4 separate regions of the Pan troglodytes genome follow, and regions 2, 3 and 4 are each linked to region 1. The links are chromatin contacts, called in public Hi-C and HiChIP or PLAC-seq maps. All regions are on one chromosome and are shown on one strand. The core of a region is the stretch at or near the end of the contact, and the rest is flanking DNA. Distances in the headings are between cores, read along the strand shown.

What was found. Hi-C and Micro-C count contacts between places; a contact is called where the count stands out from the background. HiChIP or PLAC-seq counts read pairs in DNA pulled down with a chosen protein or histone mark.
Region 2: an H3K4me3 HiChIP or PLAC-seq map of stem cell-derived excitatory neurons shows a contact between it and region 1, with 2.2 times the contacts expected there. The contact joins the promoter of PSMD2 here to the promoter of PARL in region 1. A contact is called at or near these places in 1 of 7 Hi-C or Micro-C datasets (stem cell-derived neural progenitor cells) and 1 of 1 datasets of contacts at active chromatin or transcription factors (stem cell-derived excitatory neurons).
Region 3: a Hi-C map of induced pluripotent stem cells shows a contact between it and region 1, with 4 times the contacts expected there. The contact joins the promoter of ECE2 here to the promoter of PARL in region 1. A contact is called at or near these places in 4 of 7 Hi-C or Micro-C datasets (blood, induced pluripotent stem cells and stem cell-derived neural progenitor cells) and 1 of 1 datasets of contacts at active chromatin or transcription factors (stem cell-derived excitatory neurons).
Region 4: a contact with region 1 is called in an H3K4me3 HiChIP or PLAC-seq map of stem cell-derived excitatory neurons, with 2.8 times the contacts expected there. The contact joins the promoter of DVL3 here to the promoter of PARL in region 1. A contact is called at or near these places in 1 of 7 Hi-C or Micro-C datasets (induced pluripotent stem cells) and 1 of 1 datasets of contacts at active chromatin or transcription factors (stem cell-derived excitatory neurons).

What each region holds. Positions count from the first base shown.
Region 1 is chr2:187,062,660-187,068,804 of NHGRI_mPanTro3-v2.0_pri, reverse strand. PARL (presenilin associated rhomboid like) reads left to right here and starts at 2,340. Exons shown (of 10, transcript XM_016942377.2): 1 at 2,340-2,525. The coding sequence starts at 2,401.
Region 2 is chr2:187,480,778-187,486,922 of NHGRI_mPanTro3-v2.0_pri, reverse strand. It overlaps PSMD2 (proteasome 26S subunit ubiquitin receptor, non-ATPase 2), which reads right to left and starts at 2,168. Exons shown (of 21, transcript XM_001147451.7): 1 at 1,884-2,168; 2 at 1,379-1,435; 3 at 838-1,002. The coding sequence starts at 2,018.
Region 3 is chr2:187,455,854-187,461,998 of NHGRI_mPanTro3-v2.0_pri, reverse strand. ECE2 (endothelin converting enzyme 2) reads right to left here and starts at 3,210. Exons shown (of 19, transcript NM_001427954.1): 1 at 3,037-3,210; 2 at 2,662-2,748; 3 at 2,202-2,337; 4 at 1,761-1,976; 5 at 1,182-1,306; 6 at 918-1,064; 7 at 674-739. The coding sequence starts at 3,075.
Region 4 is chr2:187,335,653-187,341,797 of NHGRI_mPanTro3-v2.0_pri, reverse strand. DVL3 (dishevelled segment polarity protein 3) reads right to left here and starts at 3,045. Exons shown (of 16, transcript XM_009446941.5): 1 at 2,740-3,045. The coding sequence starts at 2,900.

The sequences.
Region 1 (6,145 bases), core at 1,091-3,590:
CTGCCTGGCAGCCGAGGCAGAGAGAGACAGGAGACAAAGAGAGAAACAACTTACACCATTATGAGAGACTTTTAGTACTTTCACTAATTTGCTACTGCTATCTAGAAGGCAGAGCCAGGTGTACAGGATGGAACACGAAGGCAGACTAGGAGCGTGACCACTGAAGCACAGCATCACAGGGAGACGGTTAGGCCTCCGGATAACTGCGGGAAAGCCTGACTAATGTCAGGCCCTCCACAAGAGGTGGAGGAGTAGAGTCTTCTCTAAACTCCCCCGGGGACTACTAAGTAGCAGGTGTTTTTCCTTGACACGCTACCGCTAGACCACAGTCCGCTTGGCAAGGGGCATCTTCCCAGACGCTGGCATTACCGCTAGACCAAGGAGCCCTCTGGTGGCCCTGTCTGGGCATAACAGAAGGCTCACACTCTTGTCTTTTGGTCACTCCTCACTATGTCCCCTCAGCTCCTGCCTCTGTATGGCCCGGTTTTTCCTAGGTTATGATTATAGAGCGAGGATTATTATAATATTGGAATAAAGAGTAATTGCTACAAACTGATGATTAATGATATTCATATATAATCATGTCTATGATCTAGATCTAGTATAACTCTTGTTGTTTTATATATTTTATTATACTGGAACAGCTCGTGCCCTTGGTCTCTTGCCTCGGCACGTGGATGGCTTGCCGCCCACAGAGAATCTAGAACAATGCCGTATGGGCCCCTCTCTGGGTTGTGTGGAAAAGGCGTGAATTTATTTTAGTTTTTCAAACAAGTCGTGCGCTGGGAGACATCACAAATGCTATTCTTTCTGAGGAACACTTCAATCCTCTTCTCTTGGTGACCTCTATCAGTTTCTCTGGGAAGCCTTCTCCCTGAGCCTCCTATGCCCCTTCCTTCAATTGGGCTATATCCCTCCCTCTCTAGACTCCTACAGAGCCTTCTCCCCCAATACAATAGAATCTTTGTGAGGTCAGATATAGCGTCTTCTCAATTGTATCCCCAGGTTTAACACATCACCTGACACACTGTAGGTGCTTAATAAGAGCTTATGGAATGAATGAAGTGCTATTGCAGAGATAAGCATAAAGTGGTATGTGAGTACAAAGGAAGGGAATCTAAATTGGAGTGGAGGTCTGGGAAAGGCCTCCTGGAAGAGGTGACACTTGAGGCTGACCTGAAGGACAAGTCGGTTAGGTGTTTCCAGTGGTGAGAACGGTAGCATGAATGCTCAGCAGTGGGAACGTGGATGGTGCCTTTGAGTAATGGCCAATGACTGTATGGCTGCAGCTAGGGTCGGGGGGAATGGAATGGCAGGGAATCAAGCTAACTGACAGGTAGTTGAGGGATGGATTATGAAAAAGTGAAAGCCCGCTTTTCATTTCAGGCTTGGATTTTGTGTTTATTTACTTATTTATTTATGAGAAAGGGTCTCACTCTGTTGCCCAGGCTGGCACGATATCGGCTCACTGCAACCTCCCGAGTTCAAGTGATTCTCCCACCTCAGCCTCTCGAGTAGCTGGGATTACAGGTTTGCGCCACCACAGCCAGCTAATTTTTGTATATGTATTTGTAATTTTTTTGAGACGGATCTCGCTCTGTCACCTAGGCTGGAGTGCAGTGGTGCAATCTCGGCTCACTGCAACCTCCGCCTCCCAGGTTCAAGCAATTCTCCTGCCTCAGCCAACTGAGTAGCTGGGATTACAGGCCCCTGCCACCATGCCTGGCTAATTTTTGTATTTTTAGTAGAGACGGGGTTTCACCATGTTGGCCGGGCTGGTATCGAACTCCTGACCTCAGGTGATCCGCCGGCCTCGGCCTCCCAAAGTGCTGGGACTAAAGGGGTGAGCCACCCCGCCCGATAGGCTTGGACTTTGTTAAAGGCATACAGAATAACACGAAGTGGTGAGATGCAGAAAAAAGTAGTAATTTAAGAAAACTTGGCTTGCCACGTTGGTTCCTCTAGGGACCAGCCCTGCAACTCCGGGCAAGTCCTATCCCCTCTGACCAGAGGCAAAGTGAAACAGTGATGACATCTACCTCTAGCAGTGCTGTGACGATTAAATGCGATCTTAGGCAAAGCGCCTGGTATGTGCCGTTACTCGAAAAAATGTCAGTTGTCCCTCTTCGCTCTGGCCCCATCCTCCTCATCTGCAAATGCGGGGAGGCCGGGCCACTCTCGCAGGTGGCTCCCGGAGCCAGCTGAGCAGTGGGAGGGGAAGCGGTGGGACAGAAGGGCGCCAGCCAGTCTTCCGGGCACCGTGGCTGGTTCGGCTGCCGCTCAGCCGCGTGGGGGCGCTCTAGACTGCTCCTCGTGCTCTATGGTGTTGCCTTCGCCCCGGAAGTAGTTGCGCAGCTGGGGTTGGTAAGGTCGGGCCATGGTGGGGCAGAGGTTGGGAAGATGGCGTGGCGAGGCTGGGCGCAGAGAGGCTGGGGCTGCGGCCGGGCGTGGGGTGCGTCGGTGGGCGGCCGCAGCTGCGAGGAGCTCACTGCGGTCCTAACCCCGCCGCAGCTCCTCGGACGCAGGTAATAGCCGCCGCGCTCTGGTCTTCTCGCCTCTTGGTCCCTGAGCTCTGGCCGTGTATCCTCAGGGGCGGAGGCCGTCTGGGCCTCTTGTGCTGGCCCTAGCTCACCCCCTTCACCTTACCTGCCCCTTCTCTCTCCTCTCTCGCCTCCGTCCAGTCCTCGCTTCTCGCTCCCCTTGCCCAGCCCAGCCCCTCGCGAGCCTGCGCTTTCTCCTTTCCCATTGGGAAGGACGTGACTGGAAGGGGAACTAAGCTGAAGGTTCATTGCGTGCCACACTTCATAATCGCGAGTGGAAACTGTTGAGCCAGTTTCTGAAGTGAAGCAGTTAGTACAGCTGGCAGAATGGCGGTTTTTATTCTTTTTCCATCTAATTATAAAGGTTGTGTTCCATTACAACCAGTCGCCTTCTTTAGCTTGTGATCTAAGGGAGGACGGGGTCTGATGGAAGGTATCACTTTGTGTCTGGCGAAGTCGTAGGAGAGGCTTATTGTTGAATTGAGACAGTGGAAGATTTCGTTTCCGGTTGATTTGGAAAGAAAACTGCCGAACCTTCCGAGTAGAAGTGTGAAGCGTGTGGTTGATCAGTATTGCTGATTTTTGCATCACAGTAATTCATTTCTAATTTGAGAGAGAAATTCCTCACCTGTTTAAGAATCTGATGTGCATTTGGCTTTGAAAATTTTCCTCCTCTTTTGTTCAAAACTTCATTCTTTCCAATTTCTGACTTGGTTAGATGGGTGCCTCGAATCCACCTGATTGCTGATAAGAAACATTGTTTATCAACACGTGGGATAGTCAGTGGTAAATAATCGAGGCTGTAATGTGGCGGAGCCATTGCCTAATCTCAAGGATCACCTGAAGAGTTTGTATGGATTTTATGTCCCAGGCCTCACCCCAGTCCTCCCAAATCACAATCAGGAGAGGGGTGGGTGGAGTGGAAGAACCTGTATGTCCGACAAGCATTCCAGGTGAATTTTATCAGGGACTTGTGAAAACTTTACATACATTGTATCTTCATACACTAACATAGATCTGTCAGGCACTAATCTTAAACTCCTGGGGAAGTGGAAGAGGACAGATGGAGGTGGTAATCCCATTTGAGATTGCATGGTTTAAGGGGGGAAGAAAAGATTAATACTGGCCGGGCGTGGTGGCTCACACGCCTGTAATCCTAGCACTTTGGGAGGCTGAGGCAGGTGGATCACCTGAAGTCAGGAGTTCAAGACCAGCCTGGCCAACATTGCAAAACCCCGTCTCTACTAAAAATATAAGAAATTAGCGGGGACATGGTGGCGGGCGCCTGTAATCCCAGCTACTCGGGAGGCTGAAGCAGGAGAATGGCTTGAACCTGGGAGGCGGAGGTTGCAGTGAGCCGAGATCGTGCCATTGCACTCCAGCTTGAGCAACAGAGTGAGACTCCATGTAAAATAAATAAATACTGTACGTGTATTAGGAAGCAACAGGAAGTGTGTTAAACATTTAAGATTTATGTACACATCACCGTATTGGTTTTAGGAAGGGGAAGCAAAAGAAAACTAATGAGCCTCTAGTAAAAATTGAGTATAAAGACCATTTGAAACAGTGAACCAGAAACACATGAAATGTTGAAGATTAGTATTTAATGTCTGAAAAGCTTGCCATTTGTATAGAAAGTTTGAAAATGACATTTTCGTGGTTGCATAAAAAATATACATGAGAATGTAGGCCTGAAATAGAGCATTTGCCTCTGGAAATAAGTTCTTAAAGTTAATAGTACCAGTTTACCTTATATATAACCTTTATTAGCTGTATGTTGACTTCTTATGGCTTTGAAATTAGCGTGCAGAAGAATGACCCAATCCTTGTCATTTGATGTATTAATAATAGGCCCGAAGTGGGACCAGGAATTTGCATTTTACAAGCACTCTAGGTGGTGATACTAGGGTCTGAAAACTACTGCAGGCCCAAGGCGGCCCACCAGCCAAGAATGGTTTACATTTTTAAAGGATTGTAAAACAAAAATAGTAATATGTGACAGATTTCAGTAGTCCACAAAGACCGAAATATCTTCTATCTGGCCTTTTACACAAAAGGGAAAAAAAAATCTTATTTGGGCTCCTCGTAGACTTTACTGTTACCAAGGTTTGAGGCTTGAAAGTGGAAACCTGTTTAATTTGCCAGTTGTATGAAACTATCCAAGGGAAGAAAATAGTTGAATTGTAACACTTAACATTTTATATTTTTAAAAAACTTGCCATTTGTATGGAAAGTTTATATTGAGATGATAGTCTCTCTCTTTCTGTCTCTCTCTCTCTCTATATATATGTGTGTGTATATATATGTGCATATATATGTATGTGTGTATATATGTATATATGTGTGTGTATATATGTGTATATATGTGTGTATATTAGTGTGTGTATGTGTGTATATATGTGCATATATGTATATGTGTGTATATATGTGTGTATATGTGTGTGTATATATATGTGTGTGTATATATGTGTATATATATGTGTGTGTGTGTGTGTGTGTATATATATATATATATATATATATTTTTTTTTTTTTTAGAGACATTGTCTTGCTCTGTTTCCCAGGCTGGAGTGCAGTGGCACGATCTCAGCTCACTGCAACTTCCGCCTCCCGGGTTCAAGCGATTCTCCTGCCTCAGCCTCCCGAGTAGCTGGGATTACAGGCATGCACCACCATGATGCCTAGCTAAGTTTTGTGTTTTTTGTAGAGACGGGGTTTTGCTGTGTTGGCCAGGCTGGTCTCGAACTCCTGGTCTCAAGTGATCTGCCTGCCTCTGCCTCCCAGTGTTGGGATTACAGGCTTGAGTCACCATGCCTAGCCTCAAAATATCTTTAAGTAAGATACTTGACATATTAGTCAATCGTATATATTATATTTTGTTTTAACTGACCATCTATTAACTGACCATCTATTAACTCAAGATGGGGTCAAGAAAATAATTTTGTTATGCCAGAGTTTATGTAGAATCCATCCTCCCGCCCAGTATCTTTTGTATTTTTTAGAGGCGAGTTGTTCTGTCACCTAGGTTGAAGTGCAGTGGCACTATCATAGCTCACTGCAGCCTCAAACTCCTGGGTTCAAGGGATCCCCCCCGTCAGCCTGCCTGGTAGCAAGGACTACAGGTACACACTACCATGCCTCGGGCTCTATTTTGTTTTAAGTGGAATGAATCTAATCAATTGTGTGTGCTTAGACACATTTTGTCTCCATTTGAACATTAGGCCATTTCTACTTAATTTGTTCATACAAATCTTGAGTAACATAAACATTAACACTGACCTGTATATTTAAGTTGTATTGTCTTTACCGTTGCACTCTTAAAAACAATGCACAGGCTGGGCATAGTGGCTCATGCCTGTAATCCCAGCACTTTGGGAGGCCGAGGCGGGTGGATCACCTGAGGTCAGGAGTTCTAGACCAGCCTGGCCAACATGGTGAAAACCCGTCTCTACTAAAAATACAAAAATTAGCCAGGCACGGTGGCAGGGGCCTGTAATTCCAGCTACTCGGGGGGCCGAGGCAGGAGAATCCCTTGAACCCAGGAAGCAGAGGTTGCAGTGAGCCGAGATTGCGTCACTGTACTCCAGCCTGGGGGACAAGAGCAA
Region 2 (6,145 bases), core at 919-3,418, 420 kb before region 1:
CTGCAACCTCTGCCTCCGGGGTTCAAGCGATTCTCCTGCCTCAGCTTCCTAAGTAGCTGGGATTACAGGCGCCCACCACCACACCCAGCTAATTTTTTTTTTTTTTTTAATTTTTAGTAGAGACGGGGTTTCACCATGTTGGCCAGGCTGGTCTAAAACTCCTGACCTCAGGTGATCCACCCCTCGGCCTCCCAAAGTGCTAGGGTTACAGGTGTGAGCCACCACACCCAGCCACTATCTTCCTTTTAAACTCACACAGCTGAAGGGTGATAAACAAGGGATAAAGTGGAAAAAAATGGAGGCTCTTAATTTTACTTTAATTGCAATTATAAACTATTAAAAGGTTTTAAGCAGAAAAGACCCATAACGGAGAAAGATCACGATAGCTGCTACATGAGAGGCAGACTGTGTAGGAACAAAGCACAAAAGCAACAACATCAGTTAAGAGGTGCTGCAATAACCCATGCAAAAACTGAACATTTCCAGGATTAGGGTTGTACCAGCAGGCAGAGAAGTGACTGAATGTGGAACATATTTTAGAGATAAATGAATGTATATGGGATAGAAGAAAAGAGAAAAATCAAGGTTAAACATACGTTAAAAGTAGACCATGCTAATGAAACCCCAAAGTCCAATACACATGACAGAAACAGTGTCTTCTGAGAAGCTGACCTTCCTTTCAGCTCTTTTGCGGATATTTTGACTGTGATGAACTCTGCTCAAATAGATCACGGCTTAGGTCTATCAGGCTTCCTGTGACTCACAATGAGCCCCCCCATGATCTGGGTAAAAAGGAATTCCTAAACTAGGCCTCCACCAGGTTTGAAACAGTTTTACCTTATTCTCCCCAGGGGCCATGTTCTCATAGATTTCCTTCAGTTTGCCATAGTGTGGACGCAGAAATTTGAGAGGCTTGGGCACTGAAGTCATGGAAGTTGTAGAAGAACGAATCTGCCTTCGCAATTCCTCCAGCGCTGGTCGATACAGGGATGTGTCCTTCTCCTGATCAAGAGACGACAGGGCTCAGACAAAAAGGAGTCACACCCCTTCAAGTCATAATACAGAGATATTTAACTTAACAACTCCTCCAAGGAAATGCTGTGTCTTATTCATTCAGCTGTGATTCCTCAACTCCCTGCACCCTGCCTGGCACAAAAACAAATGACCCAAGTTAAGAGGTAAGAACTCTGCTTCTCCCACAAGAGAAAGCTGCAAAACTGTACAAATACCCTTTGTAACTAACTCTCCTGCCTCCCAACATCATCATAACACTGACCCTAAAATACAGTCCACCGCACATAGCAGTTGCCTCAAAAAAGAATAAAACAAGTGGGAAAGATCCAAACATGCACCGAATCATGTTAACATCGTGACTCACCCCTAGTCGTTCCACGAGCATCTCCAGTTCATCCTGAAGCTGTTTATCCTCTTCAGACTGGAGGGTTGGGAGAAGCAGCTCATGAAGAGAAGGAATCCCAAAGACGTCCCCTCCCACTTACCCGGGGCAGGTGAAGAATAAGCCTGCCTCCTTAGGAGGCGCCAGGTGGACAAGGAAACCGAGTGGGAATGGGAAGCCCTGGTGAGAAATCAGCCTGGGTTCTGAATCAGGCTCTACTTGAATGCCACTCTAGGAAACGGAGGTGACAATGACCTGCCCGAGTCCACCTCACGCGGCGGTGGTGAGGGTTGGTGGGGACGGCGGAGGTGACAGCGCGGAACGGAGAATGAGGAGCAGAGAGGCAAGGTGCCGGGAGTCCCGAGGGTCGCCCCAATCGCCCTCTCCCTGGCGCGGTGGGGTAGTTGGGTGTCGGGCCTGAGGCCTGCGGAGCCGCCGTGACTCAGCCCCGCGGCCTCCTTCGCCGACTCTCGGGGTCGCGCCTCACCAGCTCCTGTTCTTTGTCCTTGTCCCCGGCATCCCGCCGCTCCTTGCCGCTCGGCTTCTCGTCCGTGCCGCCGGGGGCCGCCGCTGGAGACTGCTGGGGCTGCACCGGCGCCTTGTCCCGGCCTCCCTCCTCCATCTCCGCCGCCACTGCCGGCCCGCTGCGCGCGCACCCGCTCGCACCGCCCTTTTTCCCAGACCGCCTCGCGCGCGTCGGTCGCGGCGCCCCTCCTCCTCCAGAGCCCGCCTGCGACCGGAAACGCCGGGGCGAGCCGGGGCGCTCGGCGACCCACCCACCCCCACGGCCTGAGAGCCCCGCCCTCGGACCCCGCCCCCGGAGGCAGGCGGAGACTACAATTCCCAGCCTCCCCCGCGCCATAGGCGCCCCTGGCCCCCGACCTCTTCGGAGTTTCCTGAAACCCGCGGGACTTGGCCGTGTGGGGTTTGGGTGCGCTCACTGCTGTAGATGGGCGGTCTGCGACCGGAGTTACCGAGTTTTCCTCGGCCACAGGTTTTTCTCATAACGGTGTAAATAGAACCCACAGTGACACTCCAGTTGACTGCGTGGCGCGACAGACAAACTAGATTTCTTGAAGTCCGGGACGCTTGATTGCCGCCTGTATAAAGTCTGTGTAACTGTGTCTAGCCCCACACCGCTGTGGAATATTAACCTCATTTGGTTTTGTTGTTGTTGTTGCTTTTGAGAAGGAGGCTCGCTCTCTCGCCCAGGCTGGAGTGCAGTGGCGCGATCTCGGCTCACTGCAACCTCCGCCTACCAGGTTCAAGTGATTCTCGTGCCTCAGCCTCCCGAGTAGCTGGGATTACAGGCACCCGCCACCACGCCCAGCTAATTTTTGTATTTTTTAGTAGAGACGGGGGGTTTCACTATGTTGGCCAGGCTGGTCTCGAACTCCTGACCTCAAGTGATCTGCCCGCCTCAGCCTCCCAAAGAGCTGTAATTACAGGTGTGAACCACCGCGCCCGGCCTATTAACCTCATTTGATATTCCTCCCCAGTTGAAAGAGAGTACTCTGCTATTCCCGTGGCTACCATTTTAAATACTTTGGGGAGCCAGGTGGAGTTGACATCGATCAATAAAGCCCTGTGCTCCCCGCCAAGTTCTGGAGCTAAAAGCAGAACAAGACAAGGTCTTCGTCCTCTATCTTCTCGTCTTTCCCTGTGAAGCCTTAGAGGCGTGTGACTGACGCGCTTATGTCAGGACCGCTTTCGAGTGATTCCATGCACTTCTTACAATCTTTTGAGATTGGTAGGGTTAGGTCCATTTTACAGAGAAGATCATATCAAGTAGTAAAATGAGGATTTATTTTTTATTTTATTTATTTGTTTTGAGATAGTGTTTCTCTCCTGTTGCCCAGGCTGGAGTGCAATGGCGCAATCTCGGCTCCCCACAACCTTCGCCTCCCGGGTGCAAGTGATTCTCCTGCCTCAGCCTCCCGAGTAGCTGGAATTACACATGTGCCACCACGCCCGGCTAATTTTTGTATTTTTAGTAGAGACGGGGTTTCTCCATGTTGGTCAGGCTGGTCTCCAACTCCCGACCTCAGGTGATCCGCCCGCCTCGGCCTCCCAAAGTTCTGGGATTACAAGCGTGAGCCACCGCGCCCGGCGGAATCAAAATTTAAAGCTCAGTCTTTCAGTCTTCAAAGCCCTTGACTGTTTTAGGCAAACCCCAGAGTTTCTTCTTCAGCTGTGTGTGTGTGTGTGTGTGTGTGTGTGTGTGTAAGGTGAGAAAAAAGGAAGTAACTCCTCCCCTTCACCTAGTGGGAACACTCAGGAGTCTTCTAGGAATCTTATTTTATGGGTTCTGACACATTGAAGAAAAAGACACCTAGTACAACATAGCACAGAGTGAATGTTGGGTAAATGTTTGTGTAGATACGGAAGTGAAGGTCTGAATCCATTTTAAATACCTGTTGCTCTTTTCCACTCAGTGCTTGGATTCTAGGCATGACCTTCCATTGCCATTGCCAATGACTCCCCCAGCGCTGGTCTGCAGACAAAAATTCAACAGTCCATAACTGTTCTGCCTATTCTATCTCTGGCTTCACGGTGTCCATACATTTTCATGCTTTTCAGTCATCTGTAGAGGGATTTTTTTCTAAAACTCCTCTTTATCCATGACTTCCTTCTTCTTCTTCTTTTTTTTTTTTTTCCAGACGGAGTCTCGCTCTGTCGCCCAGGCTGGAGTGCAGTGGCGCCATCTCGGCTCACTGCAAGCTCCGCCTCCCGGTTTCATGCCATTCTCCTGCCTCAGCCTCCCGAGTAGCTGGGACTACAGGCGCCCACCACCACGCCGGGCTACTTTTTTGTATTTTTAGTAGAGATGGAGTTGCGCCGTGTTAGCCAGGATGGTCTCGATCTCCTGACTTCGTGATCCACCCACCTCGGCCTCCCAAAGTGCTGGGATTACAGGCGTGAGCCACCGCGCCCGGCCTGACTTCCTTCTTTTTTTTTCTTTTTCTCTTTTTTTTTTTTTTTTTTGAGACAGAGTCTTGCTCTGTTACTCAGGCTGGAGTGCAGTGGCGCGATCTTGGCTCACTGCAACCTCCGCCTCCTGGGTTCAAGTGATTCTCCTGCCTCAGCCTCCCGAGTAGCTGGGATTACAGGCACGTGCCAATCGCCCAGCTAATTTTTGTATTTTTGGTGGAGACGGGGTTTCACCATGTTGGCCAGGCTGGTCTTGAACTCCTGACCTCAGGTGATCCGCCCATCTCGGCCTCCCAAAGTGCTGGAATTACAGGTGTGAGCCACCGTGCCCGGCCCCATGACTTCCTTCTATCAGATTGCAGATTTTGTGCCATGTACCAGTCACACCCCAACCAGTACCTTAGAGGAGGTAAGGTGATGTGGCTTTAATAAAGCTCAAGTGACTCCAGATGAAGAGTAAATGAATAGGTGTTGTAGTATGTTTCAACATTTTTGTAGGTTGGAAATGTTTTGAAATAAAACGTTGAGGGCAGGAGAACACAAGCTTTATAGATAGATCTGGTATTTACAACCAAATTCTGCCATTCACCAGCCATGAAGCTTGGGCAAGCTACCTAATCTCTCTCAGCCTGGTTTCTGCTTCTGTAAAATGTGAATCATAAAGTATCTCTCGTAAGTTGTTATAAAGAAATGAGGCCGGGAGCGGTGGCTCACGCCTGTAATCCCAGCACTTCGGGAGGCCAAGGCGGGTGGATCATGAGGTCAGGAGTTCGAGACCAGCCTGGCCAACATAGTGAAACTCTGTCTCTACTAAAAATACAAAAATTAGCTGGGTATGGTGGCGTGCGCCTATAGTCCCAGCTACTTGGGAGGCTGAGGCAGGAGAATCGCTTAAACCCAGGAGGCAGAGGTTGTGGTGAGCCAAGATTGCACCACTGCACTTCAGCCTGGTCAACAGAGCAAGACTCAGTCAAAGAAAGAAAGAGAGAAAGAGAGAAAGGGAGGGAGGGAGGGAGGGAAAGAAAGAAAGAAAGAAAAGAAAAGAAAGAAAGAAAGATGAGCCGAGGTATTTAAAGTGCCCAGGTAGGTGTCTGGCAACTAGAAAGCAGGCAGTTGTCATTTTATTTTCCAGTTACCTCAAATCTGCAGGGTGACTTAAATATTCTTGTCCACTACTCCCCACCTCCAAGCCCTCAAGCTTCCAAGTTTCTCTTGCCAAATGCAAATGTCTGGCCGTTCTTTTCTTTTTTTTTTCTTTCTGTCTTTTTTTTTTTTTTTTTTTTGACAGAGTCTCACTCTGTCGCCAGGCTGGAGTGCAGTGGCACGATCTCAGTTAACTGCAACCTCCACCTCCTGGGTTCAAGCAATTCTCCTGCCTTAGCCTCCTGAGTAGCAGGGATTACAGGTGCCCGCCATCATGCTGGCTGATTTTTGTATTTTTAGTAGAGATGGGGTTTTGCCACATTGGCCAGGCTGGTCTCGAACTCCTGACCTTAAGTGATCCACCACCTTGGCCTCTCAAAATACTGGGATTACAGGTGTGAGTGACTGTGCCCAGCTGTGGCCATTTTTTCAAGGCCCCGATAACACTGATGTCCTGCTTCATGCTTCATTTCAGCCAAACTATTTTTCTAGGAGCACTCCTTTCTACCATATCACCAAACTCCCAGCCTTGTGGCCAAACTGCTCTCTAATCGGGGCCAACCCATTACCTGACCCTTCCTTCCTCCTTCCTTACATTACATCCGTAAGCCTGCCATGCTGCCCCCTAGACATGGCCTAAGCTGTAGAGCTACATTATCTTATGGATAGCTCACA
Region 3 (6,145 bases), core at 1,961-4,460, 390 kb before region 1:
TTCTCCTGTCTCAGCCTCCCAAGTAGTTGGGATTACAGGTGCCTGCCACCACGACTGGCTAATTTTTGTATATTTAGTAGAGATGGGGTTTCACCTTGTTGGTCAGGCTGGTCTCGAACTCCTGACCTCAGGTGATCCACCCACCTCGGCCTCCCGAAGTGCTGGGACTACAGGCGTGAGCCACCGCACCTGGCCTAAACTTCTTTCTACCCAGCATGCCCTCATCCACTCCTATGTATTCTACAGGACCTGGCTCAAATGCAATCTCTTCAGGAAGACTTTGCTGGCTCCCTAAGTCTCTCCTGAATCCTCAGGACCCTCTTGTGAGCTTTGTTCTCAGCTATCTAGGTCCATGAACCCATCGACACTGAATGCTTCCTGTGGCGATGGCTCGGAAACTTATATCTCAGAATTCCCCCACTGGACCTGGCACACAGTAGGTGTCTATGAAACCTACTAGAAGAATAAGAGGAAGGAAGGAAGGAAAAGGGGAAGAAAGGGAGGGAGGGAGGGAGGGAGGAAGAAAAGAAGAAAGAAAGGAGGGGCAGTTTGTTCACTAGGTGACAGGATAGGCTCACCTTCCCTGCTCTGACCCTTGGCAAAGGGAAAAGTCAACAGGGATCAGCCCAGCTCAGCAAGGGGTAGGGATGGGGATTCGGAAGATGTTCCTTACTTTCTCATTGGCAGTTCTGTTTAAGTAGTAATCCCGAGAGGGCAGAAAGAGCCCAGACTGGTCCACCTGCAATGTCAAGGAAAGGAGGTGAGCCCCTCGCTTTCCCCACCATGAGAACCTGAATTCCCGAGCAGGGGTAGGGGTGGGGCCGGGGGGTCAGCCCAGCCTGCCTGTCACAGGAGAGGGAAGTCTGGGCTCAGCAAAGTGTCCCTAAGTCTCTCCCCACCCTTTCCCAGCTCATCACCTGGATAACATTGCTGTTGGAACTCTTAGAGTCGGCACTGATGTAGACGGTGAAGAATGGGGTGGCCCTGTAGGTCCCTGCTACTGCCTTCAACACCTCCATAAAGTTGTCCTGGTCCCAGGGCCCCGTAATGTTCCAACCACCAATCTATGTAGAGACCATAAGTGGAATGATTAGTGCAGGAACTCCCAAAGCGTTCCTGGGCCATCTCCTCTCTCAAGGCCCCTCCTGCTCCCCTGCCCTCAACTGGCTCAGTGGCCCTACCTTGTCAATGAGGTCTCTCAGTGGCTGGGCTCCCAGCTCCTCAATGCGCTCCACCTGTAGGCAAGATAGGTAGAAGCGCTGTGTCTTCCGCTCAGCTTCACTGCTGGAGTTGAAGGTGGTGTTTTCTGTGGGGCAGAACACAGGATCCAGGTGGGAATTACGTTAACTGCTGAGGGGGAGTCCCTGGCCCTTGCTCGGTTTCTCTCCTTGCCTTGTCAATGAGCAGTCCTGCTAACGCAGACCCAGGAAGAGTGTCTGAAACAGCAAGCCGTGGCTTCCTCTCCCTGTCCATGGAGACCCAAGGATATCTAAGCAGTACAGGCTCCCTGGTGTCTACCACACCACGACAGTGCTCCAAACAGAGTGCAGAGAAGCGGCCCTCCATTATATCCAGAGTTCTGCCCCCATCAAACCCATCCGCACTTCTCAATAGTCCCCTGCTCTCTGCCTCCCCACCCTCTGGAGTGTTCACAGAACCATCCACTTCCTCATTCATGGACACTATTTGCTAAGTGCCAGGCCCTGTGCTGGGCACAAGGCACATAGGTGGCCCAAGGCCTCCCTAACAGCCCCACTCACCAAGCAGGTGCTTCAGTATGGCCTGGTTTTGGTCCCAGAGGCTGTTGAAGGTGTTCCAGCGAGAACGCCCATCGGGCAGGGGGTTCCTCCGAATCCAGCCCCCACAGGAGAACTGGTAAAAGTCCTCACAGGGGCTCACCCCTCGGTCCAGGGACTCCAGGATTTTTCCAGCCACTCGAATGCAGGCCTCTGTAAGGCAGGTGCTGTGGGATGGGTCTGTGGTAGGGAACACGGCCGGAGGGTAGGAGACTGTCAGTCTGTCTGTCTGGAAGAGGCAAACTCTTTGCAAGGGCCATGACAGCAGGAAGGTTGGGAAGAGAAAGCAAAGCCGGGGGCTTTTCTGCAGGGAAGGCTTGGTTCCCACAGGTGAAAATCTTAGAGGCCCTTAGGCCTCCAGAACCCCTAGTTATGAATACCGATGAAGAGTGTGGGCCCACCTACCTCTGTGGTACTGGACCCCTAGGGCCACAAGGCAGCCCAGAAGCAGTGCAGCCAGCAGTAGAGAGACACCTGCTAAGACCAGCTCCAGCTGCGTGCGTGAGCCTAACAGCTGTCTTGTCCCCTTCTGGAATCCCACCTGGGGAACACAGGGGGACAGAGAGTGACTGAGATGCAGGGCAGGGATCCAAGATTACCAGAGGGTGAAGCCACAGGCAGTTTTCAGAGCCACAGGGTTAACTTTGGGCCCGGGGGCAATGAGGCCAGCTGGTGAGTTGAGCCCTGAGTCTGTTTTGTGCAACGTCATGGCTTAGCATCGCCTCACCATAGTCCTAGAGCAGAGGCCAGAGATGGAGCGGAGGTGGGGGCAGGTGACCCTCCAGAACAGCCCAGAGCTCCTGGGTGTGCCAGGCGTCATGCCAGGGCTGGGGCCTGGTGAGAAAGGGGAAGCCCCCTTGCCCACCTCCATGGCGTCCGGGGAGGCCCCGCCCTCTACGGGGGTCTCGGGTGCGTCTTCATCCCGAAGCGTGGCCCGTTTGTACTCCACCATCTGCCAGACAGTCGGGGTTGCCAACCGAGGTCAGGCAGAGAGGGCTATTTGCCCAAGACCCTGCCCCAGTGCTCCCTGCCTCGCGGACCCCTCCCCGCTGCTAAGAGGGCCCTTCCCTTCCCACCTACCCTGCTCTCGGGCCTGGGGTCTCTCTATCACCGCTCCACCAGGCCCGGGAGGCAGCCCTACCTCCGCGAGCCGGGCACCGCCTGCCCCTCCGCGGCCGACCCCTCTGCCTCGTCCCCCTCCACCCAGTCCCCTCCCGTGGAGCCCGGGGCCCCCACTCACGTTGCTGCCAGCTCCCAGCTCCTGCAGCGCGACGTTCATGGTGGAGTCGGGCCAGGCGGTGATTCAGGGCTCCCGGCAGCTGGCCCGCTCCCGGGCCGCGGCCCTGGTCCCCTGCCCGGCCCCGCCGTCACCAGCCATCACGGCCGCCGTGCAGCACCCCGGCTCGGCCGCGGCCGCCCCCCCGCCCCCGCCCGAGTCCACCACCCCACGCGGAGCCCCGCCCGGGGTGGGGGGAGGGTGGGGGAGAGGGAGGAGCGCGCCGAGGCTCTCCGCAGGCTCCAGCTGCCCTCCAGCAACACCGGAGACCCCTCCACGCTTCATGGTCCGCCCCCCATCTCAGCAGCACCCTCCTTCAAGCCACCCATAATTTACTTTCCTAGGAAAAGTAATGAAATTCAACCAGGCCCAGATGTTGCTAATACTCCTTGGCCTACTTCCCCCAAATTTCAGGCTGTCTCCATCCCCTTTAAGCACTTCAGAGAAATTATGCCCTCCTGAGGAACGTCTTCCCCCAGTAGTCCACACAGCCCCTCTTCAGCCGGCAAATACAGAGCACACAGGCAGTTCACTCACATTCAGGGTGTGCACGTGGTACCTAGCTGTGGTACCTACCTATGTGCAGAGAGCGCATGGACGCCAAGGCGCCAAGGACACGGGCAGGCACGACGCCCAGCACACAGTCCACACACACACGAGATGCCCACAGAATGTACACACACTGCATACTCACACACAGTGTACACACGCACAACACACCCAGAGCCAACACACACGCACACTGTGTTTCTGTATGTACACACACCAAGTGCAGGGGGAGCATACACTCCACACACACACAGCCTACACTGACTCTACTCTTCCATGGCGCTTCAAGACCACACTTCTACTCTCCAAGATAACTGCTGTCATCAGATCGTCTCATAAAGGGAGGGTTACAGATGGTGACAAATTGGCAGGGAAAAAAACAGCCATGCACAGATATTTAAAGAAAAGACGTGCTAACACTTCTAACTTGGGGAAAGCAAACCGTTTTATTTGGGAGATTTACAAGGAGAAAAAAAACTAACACCAAGCAATATTTAACTGAAAAGCAATAGTGTGGCACCCATGCATCTGCCATCTGCCTTCCATATTGTCATTCCTTAATCAGGCCTGGTGTTATTGCAGTCTGCTGCACTGAAAAGTGCCTAGTATTTTACAATTCAAAAAAAAAAAAAATGGAAAAGAGAGTGCGCTTCATCTTCCTCTCCCCATCCTCCACCCCCACTGAGAAAGTACAAGAATTTGACCTGAGAAGGCTTGAATGGGTAGCAAACACATAATCCATTTCTTTCTCTTTCTCTCTCTTTCTTTCTTTCTCTCTCTCTTTTCTTTCCTTTCTTTCTTTTCTTTTCTTTCTTTCTTTCTCTTTCTTTCTTTCTTTCTTTCTTTCATCTTTCTCTCAAGAAGGGTGTCAGCCGGGTGCAGTGGCTCACGCCTGTAATTCCAGCACTTTGGGAGGCCGAGGCGAGTGGATCACGAGGTCAGGAGTTCGAGACCAGCCTGGCCAACATGGTGAAACCCCATCTCTACCAAAAATACAAAAATTAGCCAGGCATGGTGGCGGGCGCCTGTAATCCCAGCTACTTGGGAGGCTGAGACGAGAATCGCTTGAACCCAGGGGGGTGGAGGTTGCAATGAGCTGAGATCATGCCACTGCACTCCAGCCTGGGCAACAAAGAGCAAAACTTCGTCTCAAAAAAAAAATAAATAAAATAAGAGAAGGGTGTCTCACTTTGTTGCTCAGGCTGGAGTGCAGTGGCATGGTCATAACTCACTGCAGCCTCAAATTCCTAGGCTCAAGCAATTCTCCCACCTGAGCCTCCCTAGTAGCTGGGACTATAGACACGTGCCACTGTGCCTGGCTAATTTTTAAAAATTTTTTATAGAAACGGGGTCTCACCATCTTGCCCAGGCTGGTCTTGAACTCCAGGCCTTAAGCAATTCTCCCACCTCGGCATCCCAGTGTGCTGGGATTACAGGCGTAAGTCACCATGCCTGGCCCATAATCCATTTATTGACGCTGACCTCAGTTCTCAGACAACTTGCTGCAGTGGATCTAATGCAGAATGTTCTTGCGGCTGAGAAAGAGTAGATGATAAATGAAGCAGGCTGAGAAGTGTTGCATTTGCTTTTGTTGGCATTTTGCACCCCAAAATTGCATGGTTCTCAAACAGGAGACAGTACAGTACAGTAAGGATAAAAGATTCTGGATCCAGACTCTGTTTCCTCATTTGTAAAATGGAAATGAGAATACCTACTTCAGGCCACACACGGTGGCTCATGCCTGTAATCCCAGCACTTTGGGAGGTCGAGGTGGGTGGATCACCTGAGGTCAGGAGGTCAAGACCAGCCAGGCCAACATGATAAAACCCTGTCTCTACTAAAAACACAAAAAATTAGCTGGGTGTGGTGGCACACGCCTGTAATCCCAGCTACTCGGGAGGCTGAGACAGGAGAATTGCTTGAACCCAGGAGGTGGAGGTTGCATTGAGCCGAGATCGTGCCACTGCACTCCAGCCTGGGCAACAAGAGCAAAACCCTGTCTCAAAAAAAAAAAAAAAAAAAAAAAAGACTAATACCTACTTCAAAGGCTAGTTGTGAGAATTAAATGAAATAGTACTTGTAAAGTATATGGGACAGTGCATGACACATAATGGGCAATGTGGTTTTTTTGTTTGTTTGTTTGTTTGTTTGTTTTGAGACGGAGTCTCGCTCTGTCGCCAAGCTGGAGTGCAGTGGCACGATTTTGGCTCACTGCAACCTCCGCCTCCTGGGTTCAAGTGATTCTCCTGCCTCAGCCTCCCGAGTAGCTGGGACTACAGGCACGCACCACCACACCTAGCTAATTTCTGTATTTTTAGTAGAGACGGGATTTCACCATGTTGGCCGGGCTGGTCTTCAATGCCTGACCTCAAGTGATCCACTCACCTTGGCCTCCCAAAGTGCTGGGATTACAGACGTGAGCCACTGAGCCTGGCTTACAGCATTATAATCTTGTGAAACCACTGTTATTATACATGCAGTCCATCATTGACATAAAGGTTGTTATGTGGTGCATGATTGCATA
Region 4 (6,145 bases), core at 1,796-4,295, 270 kb before region 1:
CTTACCACCTCCCTCAGAGAGGATTCATCAGTAAAATGGTGATAATAATGACACCTAAAATTGTGCGATTAAGGATTTAGATTTTTGGATCCAGATTCCTGATGTCAAAGCAAGCTCTGCTCTGCCTCTTATTAGCTGTGTGACCTTAGGCAAGTTACTTAAGCTTTCTGTGCTCTAGTTTCCTTTTTTTTTTTTTTTTTTTTTTTCTGAAACAGGGTCCCACTCTATTGTCCAGGCTGGAGTACAGTGGCACCATCACAGCTCACTGCAGCCCCAAACTCCTATGCTCAAGTGATCCTCCTGTCTCAGCCTCCCAAGTTGGGACTACAGGCACAAAGCATCATGCCTGGCTAATTACAAAATTTTTTTGTAGAGATGGGGTCTTGCTATGTTGCCAAGGCTGGTCTCAGATTCCTGGCCTCAAGCAATCCTCCCACCTCAGCCTCCCAAATTGCTGAGATTACAGGTGTGAGCCACCATGCCTGACAGAGTTTCATTTGTAAACTGGAGATACTATTACGCTATTTCATAAGGCTGTTTCAAAGATTAAATGAGTGAAGATTTGAAAAGCATTTAGATTAGTCCCTGGCACACTAAGCATAAAAGGCGTGTGTTAAATAAATGAAACATATATATACGCTCTTCAGCTATTAGTCCTCTGTGACAAGACAGCCCTATCAGGTCCCCTGCTCATTTATCCTTCTGGGGATACAAACAGAATCCATCTCCTCCACTTCATTTTTAATACTGTTTTCAACCCTGCTAAAATGGTCCAAATCTGATTTTGGTTCAAGTACCACCGATGTTTGCAAGATGGCTTCAGGTGGCACACAGATTAACATTGCTTAGTTCAATCATTAAATATTTATGTTAAACATATTTTAGAAAGAAATATAAACAGAAAAGTCAGACCTATGGTTTCATATTATTGCTTGGTTCAAGCTAAGAAAAACAGTAAGTGGACTGACAATGGATTTAAAGAAAAATATTAAGTAACAGTGACTGGATGTAATGGGGGCCCTCTTAAAACTGCAGTTAGGCCTTGGGATTGGGAGAGCAGCCCAGAGTTGTCCAGGCTTAGGAGGCAGGGGCCAGGTCCAGTGGGTCTGGAGATAAGTACAGGGTGGAGAGACAGCCTATCTTCGTCCCTCAAGGCGTCTGGATCTGAGGTGGCCCCAGGGCACTGGACTCTGGCTCATCTTCCCCCATTCCTTATGTGGAGGCAGTAGCTTGATCCCTTCTAACCCTATTCTTCTCTTGCCAGGCCAAAGTATCCACCCCCTCACCCAGACCCCTTCTAGATCCATCCCTCCTCAGAATCTTCCAATTAGAGGTGTCTGTCTCTGGGCTGAAGGCAGACAATCATTATCACACAGGAGCACCCCACCCCAGGGCAGGAACAACAACAGAAACAAGAATAGTTAGAATCTACAAAGCACTGCCCACTGTACAAAGCACTCTCACACACATGATTTCAGGGGCTCATCCAACCCTGAGTTCCAGGGCAGAAGGTGACAGCAAAACATGCCAGGCATTAGACAGAAGGTGCTTGCTTCCTAGTGCTAGGTGGGCCAGGGGCTTGGGAGAGAAGCCAGACAGATGAACGCTGGGGAGAAGAATGTCTTCTCTTGGCTGTGGGGCCTCAGCTCCAAAGAACAGTGCAGGCCTCAGGCTAGGGCTGGAGAGGCAGCCTTCAGGCCTGAAGGGGCCTTCCCCACCGCCTCCAGGCCCAGCGCCCAGTTAGTGAGGCGGCAGGCAAGTGTGGGCGCCTCCCCCTCCCCCAGTCTCCTGGGAGTTGGGGGGGGTTCGAGGGGATCAGCCAGGCCCCCCTCTTCCCAGGCCAGCTGCTTCAGAACCTTCCGGCTCCAACATTCCATCCCCTCTTAAAGGGAAAGTGACTGCTTCCAAACTGTGCCTGTCCAGATCTCTGCAGCTGGGTGGAAGGGAAGACCCCACCAGGGAGGGGAAGATAGAGAACACCAAGAAACTCTTCCTGGCTATCCCACCCAGGCCCCAGGCCCTTCCCAACGTCTCCCCACTGGCCACCAACTGGAGGAAAAAAGCCCGAATTGGAGGAAAGATCAGCACCTGGGTCAGTGAGGACTACTCCGCAGGGGTCAGGCTCTCTGTTCCGGTGACAACACCCACAACAGCCCACAAAGGAGAGGGCAGGCAGCTAGATAAACATCAGATCTGCAGACCCCGCTCGCGGCCAGGCGCCCGAGCACCCCCGACACCCCTCCCCCAGCTCAAAGTCCCAGCAGAGCCCTCAGATGCAGCATACTCCAAATATGGCTGGGAGCTGTGCTGCTGAAAAGATGAAGGGGGCGAAGAACGAGGGCCACACGACCCAAGTCTGTGCGGAAAAAGGTGGCTCTGGCTCCTCGGCAGGAGGAGGATGGGGGACTCGGGCTCTGAAACTAGGTGGAGGGGGGGTGTGTCTGTCTCTGTGGGCCACTGGTCTCTGAAGAGGTAAGGGGACCGCACCGGCAGGAACTCTGATTGCTAGTGGGGAATTGGACGTCCCCTTAAACAAGGGAGGCCAACGTCCCCTCTTCAGAGGTAAACGGGAGTTGCTACTGGGGCTGGAACCAAAGGGGCCCAAATGGGCCGAGTCGCCCCTAGAAGTCAGAGCGGGGCTAGGAGCCGGTGTAGCGAGGCAAGTCGAAACGGACCGCGTCGTCCCTTAGAAGCCAGAGCGGCCGGGGCTCCCGGAGGCGGGGCGGGGGCCATCCTCACCCGAAATCGTCGTCCATAGACTTGAAGAAGAACTTATAGCTGGGTCGCTGCAAAACGCCCTTAAAGTCCGCCAAGGTGACGCGCTCGGCGGGCAGGGGCAGCTTCACAAGGTACGGCGTCTCCTGCCCATCCAAGTGGTAGATGATCTTGGTCTCGCCCATGGCTCCGGCTTCGGGCCCGGCGGCCCGCGCGCGGCCTGCTCGGGCGGCCGGGCCGAGCCTCCCAGACGGCGGCGGCGCGCGGCGCGGCCCAGCGGCTCAACCCAGCTCGGCGGCTGCTGGCGGCGCCAGCTCCCTTGTTCTCCGGCCGCTACCGGGTCCCAGCGCCGCCCGCCGCCGCCGCGGCCGCCGCTTCCGCTCCCCACTCTCCCGACTGGACTGGCGACCGCGACTCTTCCGGTGGCCGCGGCCCTCCCGGCCCAGGGCTTCGTCCGGGCCCGCTCCCCTCCTCCGGCCCGGCGCGGCCCCGCCCCGGCGCGCCCCGCCCCCGGCCGCCGCGGAGAGGCGCCGGCGTCGCGGCAGATGGCTGGGTTTCCCGCCCACTGGCCGGGCCGCGGCGCTCCGGTCCCGGGTCCCTAGAAACGGAAGGGGAGATTCACCGGGATGGCGGCGTTCCCGGACCCCTGAAGGCCCTGACTCCGGACCCAAGTGGGATCGGCGACTCCTCTGCAGTCCAGGAAGAGTGGAATGCAGGGATTGCTTTGGTCCCCAGAAATGGTCTGGGGAAAGAGGGTGGGTCTGACTCTGGATCCCTGGAGGAGAGTGACCTCAACATGGCCCTTCAGTGTTTCTTGAGAAGCACAACTGCTGTCATTGAGTCTACTAAACTGATCTCGAGAGAAGGACAGCATCCAGTTCTGATTCCTCCCAATAACCTTAGCGTCCAGTTGCAAGGTAGTGGTTTAATAAATGGGTTGAATGCAGAATAAGTGGGGCCCGGGCGCGGTGGCTCACGCTTCTAATCCCAGCACTTTGGGAGGCCAAGGCGGGCGGATCGCCCGAGGTCGAGAGTTCAAGACCAGCCTGACCAACATGGAGAAACCCTGTCTCTACTAAAAATACAAAAAAAATTAGCCGGGCGTGGTGGCGCATGCATGTAATCTCAGCTACTCGGGAGGCTGAGGCAGAAGAATCGCTTGAACACGGGCGGCGGAGGTTGCGGTGAGCCGAGATCGGTGAGTCGAGATCGTGCCTTTGCACTCCAGCCTGGGCAACAAAAGTGAAACTCCATCCCCCCTCGCCCCCCCCCCCCCAAAAAAAGATAAGTGGATGCATGCACGCCTAAGACAGTAAGTCTCAAACCAGAACTCCAGAACTAGGTATAGCCGGTTCCTCACAGATCTCCTCACCCCTTAACTTTTAATTCATTTAATAAATACTGAAGGCCTACTGTGTAGAAGGCATATCGCATGAGATATAGCGATAGCGAGACAGACAAGGCTGCTCTCAGGACCTTCCCTCAGCTGGAGGGAAGCACATAGGCTTGTAAATACATAACTTCAGAGTGACCACTGCTATGAAGAAGGTAAAACAAAGTGATGGGATAGTGACAGGGGAAGCCAGGCGCAATGGCTCATGCCTGTAATTCCAGCATTTTGGGAGGCTGAGGCAGGTGGATCACCTGAGGTTAGGAGTTCGAGACCAGCCTGGCCAAAATGGTGAAACCTCCGTCCCTAGTAAAAATACAAAAATTAGCTGGACATGGTGGCGCATGCCTGTAGTCCCAGCTACTAGGGAGGCTGAGGCAGGAGAATCGCTTGAACCTGGGAGGTGGAGCTTGCAGTGAGCCGAGATCCCACCACTGCACTCCAGCCTGGGCGACAGAGCAAGACTCCACCTCAAACAAAAACAAAAACAAAACAACCAAAACAAAACGAGAAAGAGGTTTCTGATTGGTTAGAGAAAACTTCTTCCAGAAAAAAAGACCTAGAAATAGCAATGACCTAGAAGTGGCTATGAGAAGATCTGGGGTGACAGCCTTCTAGGCAGAGGGCACAGCCAATATACAGGCTCAAGGCAGGAATAAACATGTTACATTTGAGGAATAAGAAGGCCATCATGACTAAAGGAACAGTCCTAGGTGAGGCTGGAAACATAGACCCGCCAGATTACACAGGGCCTTGGATGCTATGGTCTTAAGTATGGGCTCCTTCTACTCCATTTTATACACTGTTGCCAAATTAACACTAGAATAACAACATCTTTCAGATACCTCTTCTACTCAGAAACCTTTCCACATTCCCCAAAGCCCCCAAATATCCCTATTCAAGGCCCCCCATAATCTAACCTCTACCTACTTTTACAGCCTTTTGTCTCATATCCTGGCCAAATTTTTGACTCCAGGAAAATGAACCCACTTGCTAGCCCCTGCACACACCTTATGTATATCGTCACTTCATACCCTTTCCTTCACCTTCTTTACATTTTTTATCAAAGTAATATGTTTGCAAGTCAAACAGTATTTAAACAGCTTTTTTTTTTTGAGATGGAGTCTCACTCTGTCGCCCAGGGTGGAGTGCAGTGGCACAATCTCGGCTCACTGCAAGCTCCGCCTCTTGAGTTCACGCCAGCCTCCCGAGCAGCTGGGACCACAGGCGCCCGCCAAATTTTTTGTATTTTTTTTAGTAGAGACGGGGTTTCACTGTGTTAGCCAGGATGGTCTTGATCTGACCTCGTGATCCGCCTGCCTTGGCCTCCCAAAGTGCTGGGACTACAGGCGCAAGCCACCATGCCAGGCTTTTTTTTTTTTTTTTTTTTTTGAGATGGAATGTTGCTCTGTCGCCCAGGCTGGAGTGCAGTGGCACGATCTTGGCTCACTGTGAACTCCGCCTCCCGGGTTCATGCCATTCTCCTGCCTCAGCCTCCCGAGTAGCTGGGACTACAGGTGCCTGCCACCACGCCTGGCTAATTTTTTACATTTGTAGTAGAGACGGGGTTTCACCGTGTTAGCCAGGATGGTCTCGATCTCCTGACCTCGTGATCCGCCTGCCTCGGCCTCCCAAAGTGCTGGGATTACAGGTGTGAGCCACCATGCCTGGCCCTTAAAAAGCTTTTTAACAAAACAGCAGTCCTCCTTATTGGTATAGTGGTGAGAAAAACAAAACAAAAAACCCCAGCAATTCTTTGTCCTATTTCCCTACCACTCTTAGTACTTTTTTTTTAGCTCATAATACTTGTTCTTGATTTATACATTTTAGACATTGCTTATTGATTTCCAAATTTGATTGATGATTCTCTCTCTTCCACCTTACCCTTCCCTCTTAAAATAGTGAAAGCACACTTTTTGGCTAAGTCAATATAGTACTTAGTAGTGACCTTATTTTGACTACGAGCAAATGTTCACCGCTAAGTCATGTGGGGTTTTTTTTGTTTTGTTTTTGTTTTTGTTTTTGATGGAGTCTCACTCT